Regions from separate parts of the Oryctolagus cuniculus genome. Here region 2 is linked to region 1. The links are chromatin contacts, called in public Hi-C maps. All regions are on one chromosome and are shown on one strand. The core of a region is the stretch at or near the end of the contact, and the rest is flanking DNA. Distances in the headings are between cores, read along the strand shown. Region 1 has its middle 17 kb from the start of CCDC68. Region 2 overlaps RAB27B (RAB27B, member RAS oncogene family).

The links. Hi-C and Micro-C count contacts between places; a contact is called where the count stands out from the background.
Region 2: a contact with region 1 is called in a Hi-C map of an unstated tissue, with 4 times the contacts expected there. The contact joins two enhancer-like sites. A contact is called at or near these places in 4 of 6 Hi-C or Micro-C datasets (ear pinna, embryonic fibroblasts, psoas muscle and 1 more).

What each region holds. Positions count from the first base shown.
Region 1 is chr10:23,319,838-23,324,702 of mOryCun1.1, reverse strand. No RefSeq gene overlaps it. Among named protein-coding and RNA genes, the nearest start is that of CCDC68, 17 kb to the left of the region's middle. Within about 2 kb of position 3,587, at least 1 of the 8 cell types and tissues checked has an H3K27ac peak or open chromatin away from gene starts, as enhancers often do.
Region 2 is chr10:23,538,958-23,544,001 of mOryCun1.1, reverse strand. The region is part of intron 2 of RAB27B (RAB27B, member RAS oncogene family); the gene reads left to right. Among named protein-coding and RNA genes, the nearest start is that of RAB27B, 33 kb to the left of the region's middle. Within about 2 kb of position 3,526, at least 1 of the 8 cell types and tissues checked has an H3K27ac peak or open chromatin away from gene starts, as enhancers often do.

The DNA.
Region 1 (4,865 bases), core at 2,338-4,837:
TGCTCAACACCATCAAGAAAGCTGCAAGAAGCAAGTCTGAGTGAGCGTTTTCAACAATCATTGAAGGATGTGCAGAACACCAGCAGGAGGCCCCTTCTGCTCCCCTTTGCTACCTCCAGGCTACTCCCCTAACCTTTGCTAGGAAAGCCCTGGCAAGCTACTTCTTGAGAGAACTGTCCCTTTCTGCTGCCTCCTCTGCTATCACAAGTAAATAAAGCTTTCCTTTGAGCAGCTTCTGCTTGAGGATCATTATTTGGCGACATCCACAGCAAACGGACTTCTTGTGTTTGCTAATGGGAAAAGCTCACAGAATGAAAGGAAAAACTGAACAGCCTTGTCTCTGGAGGAAGAGAAACCTGGATGGCCCTACTGGACTAGGGATCAATGAGCAGGAACCAGTGGGCATCTCTGCAAGGCCCAGCTGTTAGAGTCAACTGCAGCTGTTTCTATTGCCTCCAACCAAGGTTCAGATTTCCAAGAGAAGGAACCTTAGGGTCTATGTGTGTCAGTTTTTCATCATTTGACAAACACTGGAAAGAAGATCTAGGTCAACAGTCTTACCAAGAATGCATGCGGTGGGCACAGATCATTTAGCAAGAAATCCTTGAAGATAAGTATGAGTGGGAAGGCACTGTAGCGGAATTCATGTACAGAGATGAGACACCAAGGCTTTTACCAGGAACTAGTCCTTTATTATTATTATCCCTAATATAATAATAATTATTATTATGCCAGTATAAGGCCTAATTGGATTTTTATCCAAAAGCCTGAGCTTGGAACAGTGAGCAGTATTTCCTTATGTATGGTTTTAGCTTTTTTCTACATGCATACATTTGACTGGATATTCTAACATTACGTTGCAGTTACAGGAATTGATACAATACTGCACATGAGTTCAGAGTTACTGATATTTCTTTCACACACACACTGAGCTGTATGCTGTCTGCCAAGGGTTAACGCCATTGCTTGGTTTAGCAATCAGAAGCCATAATGGTTACATAGGAGCAGATAACAGTTGAAGCATTCATTTAATGCCTTCTTGTTGCTCAGATCACATTCAGCACCAGTATCCCAACTTTAGCCTCCAGTCCCATTTCCCATCAGGTCTTGCTGCCTCAGCCTCACCCTTTGTCTTCACAATGTGGCACAGTTTGCCATTGAAAACAGTTTGGAGATGTCTAGCCCACTGATTGGATGCCCACGATTCATTCACCTGCCTCTGGAACTCTGCCAGGCAAGTCCCTTCCTGCCTGCTCTCCCCTGCCCATCCCCCTTTACCAAGGCCACTGCTCCAGGCCCCACAGACCCATCAAGCAGGATCTGCACAAACTGAGCAGAACCGTGCTCATAGAAGGTAGGACGCTGTCTAGGTGGCTACTGTCTAAATGTGCAAAGAGTAGGGATGGAGGGGGTGTGGAAATGCCAGGCAGGTGTGGTGAGGAGGGCAGGAACGCAGTTCAGGTCACTGGAGTCTTGATCGAGGGGTTAAGGGGCGAGAAGGGTGAGGAATGGAAGCAAGGACTGCTCTTTAAAAAATATTTGGTGAAAGCAGTTGCAGTGAGTTCTAAAAATATCGTCCATATGGTAGCATTATCAAAAATGATATATAAACACTTTGAGCATTTCGGTTTAACTAAAAACATGAGTGAATATTTACTCTCCATTATTTTTGCAGCAGGGCTGAAGTCTTTGAGTGACGGAACACCAATGCCTCATCTTCACCTTGATTCTAAATGGCACACTCCAAAGGGCGCAGTCTAAAATGCTCAGCTTCTGTTCTTTTAAAGAAAAGTGCAGCTCTTAAACCCACTTGGGAAGTAATCTAAGTGCAGGACCCTTGTAGATTATTATTGATTTTCTTAACTCATTCCTATTCTTGTCTATTCCTATTTTGAGAGAAGAGTTTTAAAACTTACTTTAATTGACACACAAAATGATATATTTTTATGGAGTGCAGTGTGATAACTCAATACATACATGCCTGTGCTGTGTTGAAAGCAGGGTAATCAACCTTTCCACCTCCTCAAACATTTATTATGTTTCAAGTCTATGCTTGCCTCTCTTCCAGTTCTGTATTAAAGACAGAGGAAGTGGTGAACTGTAGGCACTGCTGTACTCACAAGGGCATATTCTTCTTATCTGACTATATTTTGGCACCCATTATCCAACCTTCTTCTATGCCCTCTACCCAGCCCCTTGCTAACCTCCAGTAATCACTTTTCTCTCTTATTCTGTGAGATCAAGCTTTTTATCTCCCTCATGTGCCTGAGAATATGCAGGACTTGAGTGTAAAAAGGTTTCAGCAAATTCACCTTTGAGTTCTTTTCAAAGCCCTCAACTTGTTTTTCTGGGTGAGCTTTGGCACAGTGGTTGAGGCACCACTTAGGACGTCCACATACCATATTGGAGTGCCTGAGTTCAAGTTCCAGATCCACTTCTCTGCTTCTGCTTCCAGTTTCCTACCCCTGCACACCCTCCGTGGCAGCTATGATGGCCCGAGCTCTTGAGTACCTGACAGTGATATGGGAGACCTGACTTGATTTCCAGACTTCTGGCTTCAGCCTGGCCCAGCCATGACTATTGTGCGCATCTGAGCAGTGAACCAGTGGATGGGAGATCTGTCTCTCATTTTCATAAAAATAATTACAGGGGTATTTTTCAGTTTACCTTATCTTTAAATTAAAAACTAAAAGGTGGAGTTGAAGTGCCATAACCACAGTTGGAGGGAAAGGCTGTTGATAATGCATAACCAACAACTCACTGGTGGGGTTCTATAGGGCTGGTGTCCTGGTCCCCAGATCCAAAGGCAGGAGGCAATCTTCAGGTGTTATCCATGGAGTGGGACAGAAGTTCCATTCTGTGAAGAATGGCAAAAAAGGGCCTGAGATCTTCCTCTGCGGATGCTATGCTGGTCTCAGACTAGCAGGGTACCACTCCATGCATAGCTTAAAATGTTTACTGATTATTTGCAAGATCAGTAGTTATATTAAACCATACGGAATTTCTTCTTGTTGCTGTTGCTTCTGTTTACAAGTAAACTTCAATTCCAATATGTACTCTGTTTTTTTATTATTTATTTAAAATTTCCACTAGCGTGGTTTTCCATCAGTACAACAGCTACTGCAATTGTCCCAATCTGTTTTCCTGTTTGACTCTATGAGCAATTGTGAAGTCAACATGAACATCTATCTGCATCAGCACTGAATTCCTAGGCCTCTATCAGGAAGCTAAATATTTGTTTAATGAGCAATGATATACTTTGCCCTTGAGAAAGCCATTTCTAGCTCTTAGCAACTATACTTTCAATAATGCTAAGCCAGTTTAAATGTGTGAATAACTAATAGGTTATATTTTAAATAAGACTATGCTAATTAGAGCTTTTTTCATTACATAGTGACTATATCCAGCCCTTTTTTGTTTGTGATAATAAAATTCTTCGTATTAAATGAAGTGAATGTGTGTGTGTGGTCTCTCGGGATCCCTGGTACAAATTTAGACAGTGAGAACAGCAAATACGACAGCAGGTTGCCACCTAGTGGACATTTAATGAAATGTCTAGACATCAAGTTTTGCTGACACAGCCTCATAGCGCACAGCAGTAATGGGACCATAACGCACAGGACTGACGAGATGCCCTCCTATACAGCTCTCTAGTTCCACACGATCAGCCGAGACTCTAGACTCATCAAAATTGAATTTTAAAATCAAGGCTTGAAATCAGAAGGTAAAATGCTTAACACTCATTGAGGACCTGCTTTGTGTCAAGCACCGGCTAAAAGCTTTAGCTGAATTCCTCATATGATCCTGACAGTAACACTTTTATAACCACCGGCCCCTCTTACAGAGTAAGAATCTGAGGCATAGGGCAATTCAGTAACTCACTCAAAGTCCCCTGACCCCCAAACTGGGGAGCTGAGGTCTGAATGCAGACTGAGAGCTTCAGAGCCCAGGTTTCCTGTCCAGACAGAGAAACCTCCCTCAGTTACATGTGCAGAACACTGGCACAGGACCTCACTTTATCAAATACAGTATCTGGTGGGGGAGTGGCTTCGGGTTCTTTATTGAATGTGTATGATACTTGGAAGTTGCACTGGGCTTCCAAGAAAGCACTGGGTCCCTGTGCTGGAATTCAGTGGTGGCATGGGAGAAGCCACTGGTACCCTACTCCTGCCTGACAGAGCTGGCCTGACACCAGACTTCCAACTTCGTGGTTGCTATTTAGAGAATGATCAGCACCTTGTGAAAGGGTGACACTGAGGAAGGGTTGAATAAAACAAAGAATTGCCCTCAACACTGGAGATGGAATTTGTACTTGAACAAAGGAAGGGGGTACTTGCGCTCCAGTGCTCCCCCTATGCTGTGTCCAGATCTTTTTATAGCTCTTACACCATAACGAAGATTTTAGTCTCTTTACTGACTCCTTACCCTCACCACTGCCCCCAGACAAACTCCTCCATCAGCTACAGAAAGGATATTCCGAATCCAGACTTCTGGACCTAGTACTACTTAATACAGGGTATCTCTATGTGATACAGCTGACACCTCAAGCTTTTCATGCCCAAAATGGAACTCTTAGCCTTTCTTCAAAAACAACACAATTTCCTGTCTCAGCTAAGGACAGCTCCATCCTTCTTAGGTGCAAAGCCTTGAAGTCAACCTTGACTCTCTTTTTTCTCTCCTGTTCCACCTCCTACCCACCCACAAGTCCTCTATGAAATGCCAAGAATTTACCTCCTTATCAGAGCACCATGGCACAGCTGCCACGTGTCACCTGGATTCCTGCAATAGCCACCTCACTGGTCCCCACAGGGCAGATGCTCTGCACACAGCACACAGCTGGTCAGATGCTGGCTGCCCACTTGCTC
Region 2 (5,044 bases), core at 2,277-4,776, 220 kb before region 1:
TAAGACTAGGGTACATGGATGCTTAGTATTCTTTTCACTTTTCTCACCTCAAGACGAAAGTTTTAGATATTTTCACTTCAAAATATGACAAGGAACTCTTCTAAAAATTATTTTTCCTTTAAGATTGGGGGCTTTATTATGATATTAAAATTGGGAGGCTGAAGTGTTAGCTGACTCTATCGCCAGAGATCTAGACCTAAGAATTTGTATAAAAGTATATAAAAGTATTTACAGTCAACACCATTGCTATCCGAGGAAGAAAGCCACTTCAAAAATAGACATCAGAAGTACTCGTGCAGTCAACTTATAAATATTATTTTGTTACAGCAGTATGTAAACCATTATGGTGGTAAACATGGATACAATGATGAATCAGTGAAATTGTACCTAAATCTACAGCTACATACAAGTGTAATGAAAGTCGCAGGATACAGATGTGCTGGGTGCTGCAGGAGCATCCAGAAGGCAGGTGTCTCCTTCTATGTGTGAGAGAAGGGGTGTCAGCGAGTGCCAATGCGTGAAATGAGTCTAGAAGGAGATTGCTAGCTAGACAAAGTCATCCACTGATGAGTTTTAGTTTGGGTCTGAGAAGAGGAAAGTTAGTGGAGGCTCATTCTGAAAAAAGAAATATTGCCCAACTGCAGAAAACTTTGAAGATTATGCCATTGTTTCAGATGGCAAGACTATCCATTGACTAGGCTCCAAGTATGAGCTGGGACTCCTAAGTGTCAGTTGGATGGAAAAAAGCCAGAGAGTTGACTTTGATTTATGGATAACAAGAATATTATTAGGGCAGGCATTTGGCCTACAGGTTACGACAGCAGTTAAAGCAATTATGTCCCACTTCAGAATGCCTGGGTTTGACACTCTGCTCCAGCTCCTGACTCCAGCTTCCTGCTAATGCAGACCCTGGGAGGCTCAAGTACCTGGGTTCCTGCAACTCACATAGGAGACTCTGGTTTTGTCTGGGCTCCTGACTTTGACCTCCATTTGGTTGCAGGCATTTGGGAAGTAAAGCAGTAGATGGGTGCACCCTCTCTTTCTCTATGAACATTATTAAATGCAGTTGCCATTGAGAGAATTCCTGGTAAGATGTGAGCCTTCTGTGATGCTAATAATTTCTAAAGACCTGTTTTGAAGTATTTCCACATGGGCCACACTTTATCCCACAAAAATATTCCTGACATTGTGAAAGAATTGTTTAGAAATAAATCTGACCTTATTTTCTATGAATCAGAGAAGCTTATAAGCATAGGAGTTTTACAAGTGGTGCATCCTAGGTATTTAACCCTCATTTAGTTTTTGTAGGTATTCGATCTTGCAATTAAGATAGAGAGGTTTAGAATGAATCATGTTTGAGTAAAAACCTAGGCTCTATCACCTATCTATAGTCCTTCTTTACCTTCTTTAGCATCTATTTTATATTCCAAAAATTGGGAAAGTAGTGCCTTCATTGTATGTTTGTAATGAAAACAAAATTAGCATATGTAAATCACCTAGCAATGTGGTTGGAATAAAAGTGCTGAATGCCCAAGTGTTATTATTATAGTAAATCCCCAATTCACTTTTTGTTCACTTGCATTCAAATAATTTATACTAACTTTTTTTTAACATAAAACAACCTTTATCTCAACCTTTATCTCAGAATATTGGCTTGGATGGCATGAGAGAAATACACTTCCTGAGAGCAAAGAGAAACAGCACAGAGATTTAATGTGGACTTGAATTAAAGTAAACCAGTCTCCTCTTGAGCCACCCACTTCTCAGATTTACATATACTTAAGAAATGTGTTTCTGCTTCAGACTCTTTCGTAACATCTCACTGGGCCAGTGTGAGACAGGATTTTTCTGTTTGCCTCTGGTATCCTCAAGGCTACTCACCATTTAGTGGTAGCCTCTCCCCATAATCTCAGCTATCATCCATGTCACTACTGGATTGTCTCCAATGCTGATTATGAAAGAACTCATCCATCCTGTAGAATTTTTCCTCTTCCCTCTCAATATCAACATTAATCAGCCCACTCTTTCTTCAAATTTTTATAAACATTTTAATTAATATAATAATAATGGTTAAGATCTATCATTACTCCTTCATGGTGATACAAATAAATTAATAATAACCTTTTAATGCATATGTGTGGGAGTATGGCCCCTGGCTAGATTTGATCCAGATCTTTGTCTCCATGTGAGAAAGAATTCAAAGAAGAGTCACAGATAAAGATGGGCAGAGAAGCAAGACTTATTCAAAGCAAAGGGAATGTATACACTTAGGAGGGAATATGGGTGACCTTGAGAGACAAAATGCTGCCCTTTACAAGTTTTGAACCTGTGCTTTCATACTACTTGGAGCCAGAAGGAGTGGTTTCTGGGCTAGGGCTTAACTGAACACTCAATGGAGGCACAATTTGGGGCAGGGCTTGAGTACCACCCATTTTGTACCCAGGTTTGGAAATCTCGGAAGAGACTTGGCATGATTTCCTATTCTTCTCATATCTTGTCTACCAAATAACTAACATATTCCTAAATATTCATCCACTTCATGTTCGTTTTCATGTTATGAAATTGGAATTTGCAACTTGAGTATTTTATATTCTCTTAGATTAAGACTTTGTTGGTGGTCGATCCTATCCTACTTAACTTTATAATGGTATATTATACCCACAAATTCATCTGAGTCTACAGTCAAATCTGTAGTATAATATACTTTATAGTGGTATATTATACCTACAAATATCTGTAGTCTAATATACTTTATAATATACTACATGTAAAGTATATTATAAAGTATGTTATATAGTATATATATATATATTATATTATAATGGTATATTATACCCACAAATCATCTGAGTCTACAAATTAGCATATTTCCTTTGAGGATCACATCATTAAAAACATACACTCTTCAAGGGCAGGCCTTTGGAGTGCTCTGAAGAAGTTAGAATGATCATGAAGGGATTCAGTGAGCCGGATTCAGTGAGCCAGATCCTCCCAGAACCTCACAAAAATTCTCACCTCTGTGCTGTAGCACTGTATGGGATTTCCTATATGGGATTTAATGTCCCAAGTATTTCCTTGCTAATAAAATACAAAAATTTCCAAACAAATTGCCTAAATTTTAATGGATTTAAGGCCCCGCCTAAAATAGTGTGGCACTCAGGACTATGAAGGTAACAGGCAAGCGTTACACATATTTTATGTTGGGCTTAAAACAGATGGCCTCAGGCTGTTGTTTGACTGAGTCCCCTGGTTGAACTGGTACCCATCCCCCAGGGAATCTGCGACTGTAACTCTGGGTTGAGGCAGACATTTGTGTCTTCAACAAGCAACCCCAGTGATTCTAACACAGGTGCATGGAAACCACATTTTCACAACTTGGCCCTTGACTTCAGCAATACCAACCTGTCTCAGCCAGATCTCATGACTTTATTCCACTCTGAATGCCTTGTTCTAGTTCCCTGTCTTAAGACTTGCTGGAATGTGTTCTCAGCCAGAGGAGTTTTGGCTCACGGAATCTAACTCCTCCTGACAGGTACCGACAGCTGCAGTTCTTAGCATGAGTCACCGTCCTCTTCAGCAGTGCTATCAGAGACTGTGCAGGCCTTCTTTAGATTGTATTCCACTCCCACCTACAAACAACAGTAAAGAACATAGAAAAAACAATCTTTTCATCTCCAAAAAGAACATGTTATGTGAAAAAGAAGTTACGAAATGACTGGGCTAACACTGTCCAAAGACAGCTAGAATTATTAATGACTTATCTGGAAGTGAGGAGAAATGACACAAAAGGAAAAAAGGAACAAAGTGATTGAACATTCCATAGAACTGCTGTTTAAAAAATTGTAGCTTTCTTTCTCTCTCCCTCTTAGAGATAAAACAATGTTAATTATATTTTCAGTACTAGTTAATATTCTTACTCATTATGCTGTTTGTTTGGGGCTTTTAAAATATCTATTGTTTTAAAATACTACTGACTACTTTTCTTGAATCTTTAATTGCTGATGTTTTAAGGTTTTGCATGAATTAATGTCATGTTTTCAACAACATTGTGCTTGAGCTAAAAACATAAATGACTCATGCTGCATGTATGTACAATGTAAGTTCCATTTTTCTTCATTACTCATTCTAGCGTGTCTCTGCCCATTCCACATGCAAAGGAGCTATTTCCTTCAATTTTCAGTCACGGGAATTGTTGATCCCTTTCAAAATCTTATAATGCCCCAATCTGGAATACTGTGAGATACATATTCTATTTACAGTCACCTGTGGAAAGATGTAACTCTTTCTTAAAACTTTAGGAATCTTTGTTTCATTTGTTTGAATAAAGAAGTTAGGGAAAACATTATGAATTTTACTTGAATTTTTATTCTTTAAAGTGTTAAGATTGCACTGAATGATTATATGGGAATTGTGCTTTCCCTCCTTTTTCTTTTCCTTCTTTCTTTTAGTTGTCATTGGTACAGTACGTATTCTTCAGGCAAAATCAAAGATGAGTAACACTCAAACTTTGTCAATTCTCTGGCGTTAATCACCTAGCTGAACAGATAGAAAAAGAGCACAGTAAATACAATAGGAGGTAATAAGTACTTTGGAAGCAGTATGTCCTGAGTATAAAAGAGGAATTCATTTGTAATTCAATAATATTGTATTGAGTTCCAGGCTCTGTCTAGCTGCTGAGGATAGAAAGCACACTCACAGAATTCAAGGAGCTCACATTATACAGAAGGGTGATGATTAATTATAATTCAATGTTGTGAATACAATGATAGAGAATTTCCCAGGATACTCTGAAAATGAAGAACTAGGAGTCAATGGAAACCAGATGCAGTTTCCTGGAAGAGGATGTAACAGAAATGAGTCCTGGGTGATGAGCAGAATAAGCCAAACAAAAGGCAGAGGCCCAAAGGCACAGAATACAAGGCAGGTCGCAGGGGGAATGCAGAATGTATCATTTCTGGAGAGTTGCATTCTAGATAGAGGTTGTAGTGTGTTCTTGGTGGAGAGGAAGGCAAGGGCCAGTCCACAGAGGGACCCATGGGCAGCT